Regions from separate parts of the Mus musculus genome. Here region 1 is linked to region 2. A link is a contact called in public promoter capture Hi-C data. All regions are on one chromosome and are shown on one strand. The core of a region is the stretch at or near the end of the contact, and the rest is flanking DNA. Distances in the headings are between cores, read along the strand shown. Region 1 holds the start of Dmrta2 (doublesex and mab-3 related transcription factor like family A2). Region 2 overlaps Ttc39a (tetratricopeptide repeat domain 39A).

The links. Promoter capture Hi-C pulls out the DNA fragments that hold promoters and counts their contacts.
Region 1: a promoter capture Hi-C map of embryonic stem cells shows a contact between it and region 2, with 5 times the contacts expected there. The contact joins the promoter of Dmrta2 here to the enhancer-like site in region 2. A contact is called at or near these places in 3 of 39 promoter capture datasets (the C10 cell line, embryonic stem cells and stem cell-derived epiblast-like cells), 1 of 484 Hi-C or Micro-C datasets (embryonic stem cells), 5 of 115 datasets of contacts at active chromatin or transcription factors (astrocytes, bone marrow-derived macrophages, embryonic forebrain and 2 more) and 2 of 9 other capture datasets (adipose tissue and embryonic stem cells).

Annotation. Positions count from the first base shown.
Region 1 is chr4:109,976,235-109,980,829 of GRCm38.p6, reverse strand. Dmrta2 (doublesex and mab-3 related transcription factor like family A2) reads right to left here and starts at 2,805. Exons shown (of 3, transcript NM_172296.2): 1 at 2,494-2,805; 2 at 421-975. The coding sequence starts at 967. Dmrta2os (a long non-coding RNA gene) reads left to right here and starts at 1,218. Exons shown (of 4, transcript XR_868017.3): 1 at 1,218-1,892; 2 at 2,044-3,488; 3 at 3,717-3,903; 4 at 4,061-4,595.
Region 2 is chr4:109,430,679-109,435,163 of GRCm38.p6, reverse strand. Ttc39a (tetratricopeptide repeat domain 39A) reads right to left here. Exons shown (of 18, transcript NM_153392.2): 9 at 4,200-4,308; 10 at 3,706-3,773; 11 at 3,566-3,625; 12 at 2,014-2,175. Among named protein-coding and RNA genes, the nearest start is that of Ttc39a, 26 kb to the right of the region's middle. Within about 2 kb of position 1,878, at least 73 of the 459 cell types and tissues checked have an H3K27ac peak or open chromatin away from gene starts, as enhancers often do. A contact at or near this core is called in astrocytes, where this site is marked.

The DNA.
Region 1 (4,595 bases), core at 1,556-4,055, 540 kb before region 2:
GGGAAGTAGTGCGGATTAGAAGGATTGCCAGGGTCTTTTCAGAAGAGTTGGGAAGAAAAGAGAGTGGTGGCCTGTAAGAAGCTCAGAGCAGAACAGATGGGCGGCTTCCGGGCTGCCAGGGGAGAAGGCCCAGCTAAATGAGTTGGGCAGTAACTAAGGACCTGCCCCCTAACAAGAGTAAGGCTAAAGTGTTGCCTTGGGGCCTGGGGTGAGGGCGAGGAAGAAAGTATAAAAACTGCAGGCAGGGCAGAGAGTTTATGAGTGGGTGGAGAGCCACAGTTAAGTAGTTGGAGCATCTAGGGAAGGGAGCTGCACTTTGTCAGGGAAGGAACAAGCCACTAGGCCTCGCGCACCAGCCCTGTGTCCCCTGGGCTCCTCCTTCCAGACCCCACCCCACCCCCAGTGTGACCGTGCTCTCACCTGCGCCCCCTGCGCCCCCTGCACTCCCCGCGGGCGCTCCAGCTCCAGGACCCCCGCCGTCGGTGGCGCAAACCGAGCCAAAGACTTCGTAGGCAGGCCGCGGGGGGATGATGCCGTTGGCGGCGGCCAGCGCCAGGCCCTCGGCAGTGCCGTACAGCAATTGCAACTCGCGCGCCTCGTTCTCCTCCTGCGCCTGCTGCCTGCGCAAGGCCACCTGAGCCGCCATGACGCGCTGGCGCTCGGCGATGAGCGTACACTTGGCGCACAGGCAGTCCTTCCAGCGGCAGTAGCGCTTGTGGCCCTTGAGCGCGGACACCACTCCGTGGTTGCGGCAGCGCGCGCACTTGGGGGTCCGCGGGTACTTCTCCGCTGCCCTCAACAGCAGCGGCGGCGCCCGCAGCAAGCCTCCGGCCACGCTCACTGGTAGCGATGCTGCGGCAGCTGCCGCCGCAGCCACCGACGCCACCGATGCCACGGGTGGTCCCGTCGCTGTCGCTGCTGCTGTCGCCGCACCGGGCACGCTGGGCAGCTCCGAGCGCAGCTCCATGGCTGGACCTAGCGTGGGGAAAGTGGGGATACCTGAGTCAGGGTAATACAGTCACTAGGCTTAAGCACGGCCTGCAGAAACCCATTTTGGGAAACTTTGGTTGTACAAGTTTAACTAAACTTGTGGCTGTCAAACTGCTGGGGAAACGAACTGGAAGCTCCCTGTAAACAAGTACGCCCCCACCCCCACCACTGACCTCTTATATCTGACTACACGTGTAAGATTTCGTTTGAATCAGTAGTTCCGCCAAGGGGAAAAAAACAAGACAACGTTTGGAAGTCATTGGTGCAGTTGAATGTAAAGAGGATTTGGAAAGAAAATATTATGCCCAAAGCTTAGGTTAATTGGGGTGAGTCGAGAAAAGAGAAATATTTGCCTGAAAGGGACTCAGATTACAGAGAAAACTTGGGACCAACAAGCGGATGTCAAAGGCAAAGCAAGAAAAAAAAAAAAAAAGGAGCAAAATGATCCCGTTTGGTGGACAGGTGAAGAGGAGAGAAATGTGCAGGCGGGGTGAGGAGGTGAACAGGTTGGGCTGGGGTCTTAATTGTAGCTTTCAATGTGGAAGCAGAGGAATTCGAGCAAAAAGGAACTGAAGAATTTTTTCCTGTTAGAAGTAGGGTAAGAACTAGAAGACAAAACTTGGAGGCAAAGTTCGGCTTATGGCCCTGGGATCACAGCCAAAAGAATTCTGCAAATACTGTGGTCTGAGCCTCTAAAGGGTTAGTTCTATTCCACAGAACTGAGTGTAGGAGAGCTGAGAAGAGAGAAAAGCCATCGGAAGAAACTTTCTTTGGACTGGCCACCCTAGCTCAAAGATTAGTTGAATAACAAGAAAAACGTCCAGAAACAGCTGACAAGGCGACCCGGACTGAGGTCCACCGAGAGGGACAGCGCTGCTTAGGAAAAAAATCTCCAGCAAAAGGTAGGGCGGGGATAGGGTGAAACCTGTGGCTTGGGGGTTAGACTTTTAGTCTGGAGTAGTCAGAGGAAAGCACATCTTCAGAAAAGTTAGACTTTGCAGGAGCCAGAGTCCTTTTGCTCAATGCCTCTTACCCAACCCCCACCCCTCCCAGTTTAGGAACTGAGTCCTCAGACACGCCCTCCTCATCCTGGGACCTCTTGGGACCCCGCTTGTGCGCAGGTTCCAGAGTGTTGGTCTCAGACCAGGGTTCTGGGACTTGCACAATCCAGCAGGCCTCAAAGGAGGCCAGGAAGTCGCCTCCAAAACTGACCCTGAAGGGACCCGAGAGTCTCACCTGCGCCGCAGCCGCAGAAGGCCCAGCAGGCCCTGCTCCTGGCTTCCGCCGCGGCCTCCACTCCCCGCCACGCAGCCCGGGTCCCCGCCAGAGCCGGGAGCCGCTCCTGGGGTCCGGGTCTGGGAATCCCAGAGCACCGTGTGCTCCGAGGCCTCTTCCCCCAGACCCTCAAGCACTCAATGCCCAAGGCCCGGCAGGGCCTGGGCCTCGCCCTCGGGGGCCACCGACCCGGTCGCCTCCCCTGCTCGGCTGCCGGCCCTCCCCTACCTGCCTCGAGCTCCGGGCTCCTCCTCTGTTGGCGCAGCACGCGTCGCCCAGCTCGGCTCGCGCCTCGGCTCTCTTGGCCTCGTCCCTCTGCCCCCGGCCCCTTCTCTGACCACGTCACCCTCCTTCAGCCACCATGTCCGAACTTCCGGACCCCTCTAGGAACACAGCAGTCCAACACCCCGGAGGGGCCTCGGGGCCGGGGGCCTGGCCGAGGGCGGGCTGGTTGCAACCGGCGTCCCCTCGGTGCGCTCCGGACGCTGCGCTCGCCCCGGGCCGGGTAGTCCGGCGCTGCCAGCTCTCAATGAGCCGCTCGCCCGCTCTATTGTTGCTCCTCAGGGCTCCATTAGACAGAATTGGACAACAATGTGGCGCCTGCCATTGGCCAGGGGAGACAGTCGGCGCTCTGATTGGCCGGGCCCGCGCCCGGGGAGCCCCTCATTCTACAGTGTCCGAAAGATTCGAAACTCCGCACGCTCTGCTGAGTGCCTGCGGGATGGGAGGGGGCGCCAGGGAAGGAGTGCGCGAGGAGGAGCGTTGCAAATGTCGTGACAAGAAGTTTCCGTGCGCCCGAGAGCGTGTGAATTGCTCCTAATTACCGTGTCCGGTGCGCCTCTCCGCGTAGACGTGTGTAACCCCTCTACTCCTGGGGCTCCGGCTCCACTGAGCCACTCTCCCTTGGCCCGGGGCGCTTGGCAAGGCCTAGCTTCCCAAGTGGCCCCGGAGGCCTGGGGCGGGACAGGAGCAGGTGACAATTCAATTACCGCTGTCGAAGTGGGAGTGGAACCCGGGTGCCGGGGTGGGGGAGGGAGGGCGTTCACCGCAGACTTGCCAAGATGGTTTTTGCTGGCTTCCTTCTGACCGTGACCGTGTGCTTCCACGTCCGACGGGCTCCGAGGTAGTTGAGAGCCGGTTTGCTCCCTTCCCCCGCCCTCTATCACCTTTAATGCTTAGTTTCTTCGTTTGCAAAGTCCTGACACCGTGGGCGTCACGGAGTGGTAAGTGCGATTTGTAAGGATTTGTGTTTTCAAGCTAGGAGCCCCGGGAGGAACGTGGGTCCAAGCGCTGCAGCTTCTCCTCTCCCTGCGCCCCTGCCCTTTCCCTCGGCCCCCTGTGCCCTCCTTGCCTTTCCGAATTTCTTTGCATCTTGCTGCCCTTTTTTGTGGAATTCTTTTTGTGGCTGTTTGAAATTAACAAAGTTTACTTGTAACTTTTTTTTTTTAAAGCCAAAGTAAAAAGCCGCCTTTGCGACTCCCCAGATCCTCTGGAGGCTGGAGGAACCGGCCAGACGGTCAGACCCATCAGCCCACAAGACTTCCGCAGGGGGCGAGGGCACTGGACCTGCTTTGACTTGGCCTTCCTCGACCCGTGCTGACGTCACGGCCCGAGAACCCCCTTGGGTCTGCGGAGGAGGTAACAAGTTCGAATTTTGTATCTCTTCCTAGTTATTCCCATCTGTTACTGATGTTTAAATCCTTGGACTGTGTCACCCTCCAGCTCGGACTTTTCCTTTGCCTTTGAGGCTAACATTCTGTTACTCTCATTTTTGCTTTCTACTTTTCTCCTTCAGAGTAAAGAAAATTCGTTTAAATGAAATGCGAAACTATCTCCTTACTCCCTTTCCGATCCCTGCCGTGCGTTTTGGCATTGATTTTTAGAAACCCTTGGGCGTCGGAAGTCGGGTCTCTGCCACTGCAGACGGTCATCTGCTAGGCACCCAGAGCCTGCCTCAGGAGGACCCGCGACTGGGACTGGAAAGAAGAGGAGATCAGCAGGACCCCAAAACAGAACCATGGTCCTGCAAGGGTCAGGATGCGCTCCGCCCAAGGAGCCAACTGAGGATCCGACTGGGGGAGATAAGAAGGGGCGTTGAGCCTCAGAATCTAGCAGACAGCTTCCAGAAAGTTCGCCAGGCCTGTTTCAAAGGAGCCTGGACACGAATAATATAGAATAGTAGCCTGGTGCCCGCCACAGGGAAAGTTCTCCAGAGCCGGGAGAAAGGATTTGATAGGGAGTTAAGGGTCTCGAGATCTCCAGGGGCCAGAGGGTAGAATAACTCTGACTATGCCTGAGTGCTGGCCTGTGGGAGGGAGGGGCAGGGAGGC
Region 2 (4,485 bases), core at 629-3,128:
TGCTTACTGCCTTACTCCTCGTGGCTTATTCAGCCTGCTTTCTTATGAAACCCAGGACCACCAGCTCAGGGTGACATCACCCTCCCACATCAATCACTAATCTTAAAAAAAAAAAAAAAAAATCCTCCAGGCTTGCCTACAGTCTGATCTTATGGGGGGCATTTTCTCTGTTGAAGTTACCTCCTTCCAGATGACGCCAGTTTATATCAAGTTGACATAAAAAACAGACAGGAAAAAAAAGTCTGGGTAATGGGTAATGGCTCAGTGTATAAAATGCTCACTGCATACGTGTGAGAACCTGAGTTCGTCAGCACATGCATAAAGCTAGGCTTCCTTGCAGGTGTCTGTAACCCCAGTTTGGGACTGGCAAGTGGGGCAGAGTTGAAGCAGGGCAAATACAGGAAGTCCCTAGGGTTCACTGGCAAGCCCACATAGCTGAAATGACAAGGTTCATATTCCATGAAGAGATATCACTTCAAAAAATAAGATAGAGAGCAAGAGAGAATGACATCTGGAAGCCAGTGTCTGGCCTCCTTCACAGATTCATGTGCCAAATATATGTTCTAGCACACACAAAAAATGAGTTATTGAATAGTAGCTCATTTTTCATATTAACTATGGGAGATAGTTAATACATGGTCTCATATAGGCAAGGGGAACACATAGTCCATGAGTCACATGACGGGACAAGGGGATAGGGACAGAAGGAAATCAGTAAGCCACAGGAGAATGTGGGACATGACAGCTGGACATGGTGGCACAAGCTTTTAATCCCAGCCATTGCCTTGATCCAGATGGGGGTGGGGTGGGAGTGGGGCTCCACCTGTAGCCCACAGCAGTCCTTCAAGACATATATGGCCTACCTCTTGACTGTACCCCATGTTGTCCCTGACTGGGGAGTTTTTTCACTGAAAGTCATCAAACATGGTATATCTTCTGTTCTTCATGGCTCTGTGCCTTCAGTGTCTTCTCTTTGTTCTCTCTGTATCCTGGCCTAGGCCTGCCACCGAGAGTGCCCAGCAAGCACAAGAATTCAAGGTCCTTTCTGCCCCCGCTATAATAAAGCTCGAAGGACCTGTCAGGCTTTCCATGACCTGCCCCAAACACAGGATCGTCTGATGGCATCTCTTCCCCATCCCTCCATAGACCCTCTGGGCTTTTGCCTGTGAAGACTTTCTCTTACGGCCTCCCTGCCCCCACCCTGACAGACCTCTTCCACTCACTGACAACCAGGAGTCAGGCTGGAGTATGCAGTGACTCATTTACAGTCAAGTCATCCAGGGACATCGGGTAGACCACAGTCACTTCTGATCCAAGGCCTTCTCCCTGGTGTCAGCTGTTTGCCCTCTCATTCCACAAATGTTTACCTCACTGCAGTAGGAAACCCAGGCTGTGCCAGGCACACAGTACCTGTCAGCTTCCAGCAAGTGGCTTCTGGCATCCGGCCTCACTTTCATACCACAGCCCTTACCCAGTGGACACAGAGCCTCTCGGGAGTACCCGAGCCCTGAGCCCGTGCATTTCTTGCTCTGGGCTTTCACCCTCCCTGGCTCCCCTTCAAAGGTTTTACCTTCTTAGGCCTACTTGGAGCCCTTTGATTTAAAACACATAAAGTGTAAACAATGTGTTGGTGATGTGTCCATGTGGCTGGTGGCTGCCACACTGGGGTAGCACAGAAGAAAGACACCCCTGCCACAGTAGCCAGTGTGATTAGACAGCACTTGCTAGACATGTGATAGGTAGATACGCTGACACTTCGGAGTTGGAGGGGTGTAACTCGGGAAGCAGGGGATGCTTAGCGTGGATAGACAGGGCCCTGGATCAATCCCCAGCACCAAGTCCAGTTTCTCTGCTGGTCACAGCTTTTCCCTCCTCCCAACCCTGAGTCCTGTTCAAACATTTGGTTCTGTTTAGATGCCAGGGGACAAATCTGTGTTCAGTCAGGGGTTTGGCCCTTAGCTCCGAGGCTCCATGGCTTATCGGGGCGACCCCTGACCCACAGTGTCAGCTTACCTTGGACCAGGAGTTCTCCTTGCTCAGCAGGTCGGCGTAGAAGTAGGCCATTTTCCACTGGCCCTTGTAGGTAAAGCACCACATCAGCTCCCAGTAGCACATGTGGTGAAACTGCTTCCAGTGCTGCTGGGCCTCGCAGCACTCCTCAAACCGCCGGACAGCCTGGGACAAGCAGAGGTCAGCTCAGGGAGGCCCACCGGACCCCCATAGGACAGCCTGGGACAAGCACAGGCCAGCTTAGGGAGGCCCAGTGGGCCCCCATAGGACAGCCTGGGACAAGCAGAGGCCAGCTTAGGGAGGCCCAGCGGGCCCCCATAGGACAGCCTGGGACAAGCACAGGCCAGCTCAGGGAGGCCCCACCTGGCCCCACAGCCCACAGCAGGGATGGCCTCCCCCAAGGCACGGGCGTCTGGAAGCCAGGGAATCTGGCTTCCTGTACTGGCGCGACACTAAGCCTCATTGACGATCCATGATGCTTGCCCCCTCGTATGGATTCTAGAGATCTGGTCCCTGAGTGAGAGCTCCGAGCAGAGCACACTGGGGGAGGGGACAGAAGGTACAAGCTGTTGAGGCTGTAATTCTCCCATCCCTGTGTGCACGTGGGCATGGATGTGGGTGGAGCCAACCCCAAGCACCTTTCCTCAGGAGCTATCCATCTTTATCTTGAGACAGGGTTTCTCGCTGAGACCTGGGGTTCCCCGATTAGGCTAGGCTGGCTGGTCAACAAACCTCATGCCACCATGTCTGGCTTTTTCACATGGGTGCTGGGGACTAAACTCAGGTCTTATCCTTTTGTGCCAAGCAGCTTACCAACTGGGCCATCCATCCAGTCCCAGAAGGTGTTAATATACTAATACAATAATGTCTGGACCTCAGAAAGAACACCAAAGAGTCCAGTAGTTTCCATGGTTACTCACAGCCAGGGATTTATCCTGCGAGGGCTCGCTGGAGATTTCCAGGACTCTGGAATGTAGCCTTCTATATTGGCATAGTTCTCTGAGCTTTGCCATGGCTGTGACCTTCCCTGTCTCTAGCTCAGTGGTTCTCACCCTTACTAATGCTGTGACCTTTTAATACAGTTCCTCGTGTTGTAGTGATTCCCAACCATACAATTATTTTCATTGCTACTTCATAACTGTAATTTTGTTACTGTTGTGAACTGTAAATATCTAAAGTTTTCTTCTGATGGTCTTAGGTGACTCCCGTGAAAGGGTCATTTGGCCCCAAAAGGGTCATGACCCACAGGTTGAAAAACATTGCCCAATCCCTTTCCATGGCCCTTTCTCCTCCTTCCTCACTCCCACCCCTACCCTATTCACCGAATCCAGCCTAGTCACCCATGCCCCGGGGGGACAGCAGCTTTTCCTGATCAGGAATGTCAGAATCCTATATCTTCCTATCAAAAGGCACCTCTCTCCTCCCAGACCACCTCTGACAGAATGCTTCTCCTACCCCTGCCCCTTCCTGGGCTCACCCTATCCCCGAGTATGGCCTCTATGTATCTAACGTCTTGCTGGGCTGGGATACCCCAAGAAAGCCCCACATCACTCACAGCATCAATATTTCCTTTGATAGCTTCAATCCGCCCAGCAAAGAACAGGAAGATGGCGCCCTGCAATGATACTCGTGAGGATCCGGGTGGGTCCACTGGGTACTGGTGGGGTGGGAGTGCCCAGCAGGGACTGGTCTCACCTTGGGGTATCGGTTCAGGTAGGGCTTCAGCAGCTTCTCTGCCTCCTCGATGTTGACATTCCCAGTACCTGGAGGTGGCAGGGAGGTACATTGCTCGGGTAACCGTTGCTGGGGCCTGCGCTCCCTCTAACAACCTGCCAAAGCCTTCTTGGGGCCTCTGCCTTTCCCTTGTGGGATGGTACAATGATTCCTCCTATCTCTAGAGTGATAGGAGGCTTAAACAAGCTAATGTGGATACTGCCGGGTCACATCACAGGCTCAATAATCTGGAGGCCACTTTTCAGTCTGCACCCAGGAGGGACAGCATCTTCATACTTTCCACAAGGTGGCGCAATCGCCCCCATTTCACAGATGGAACCCACAGAGAGAGGAAATTGCTGTTCAGTAAGCCAGATGCAGGCTGCAGACCTGGCTCGGCCCCAGTCCTGCGTGCCTGAGCAGGGTGTGCAGCCTCTCACCCGGGAGCCCGCCCTCTTGCACACTGGGCCTCCTACCGAGCACGAAGGTGAGGAAGGTGTGATAACACAGCAACAGCATGACGCACAGCACTGCACGGAAGCTGTGTCCGGTTGCGCCCTCCTCCAGCTGCAGCAGCCCATAGTCCTGGGGACAAGAAGAGAGGCTGGCAGTCATGAGACCCCCATGAGGGGGTCAAGAGTGCGTGCAGGTGGAGCGATGGGGAGGGGAGAAGGAATAGCTTGAGGAAAATAACCCTAACCACAATCTGGTACTGATGGTTCCAGAAGCCTGGGGCCTTGAAAGGCTTGCTGGGGGAGAATG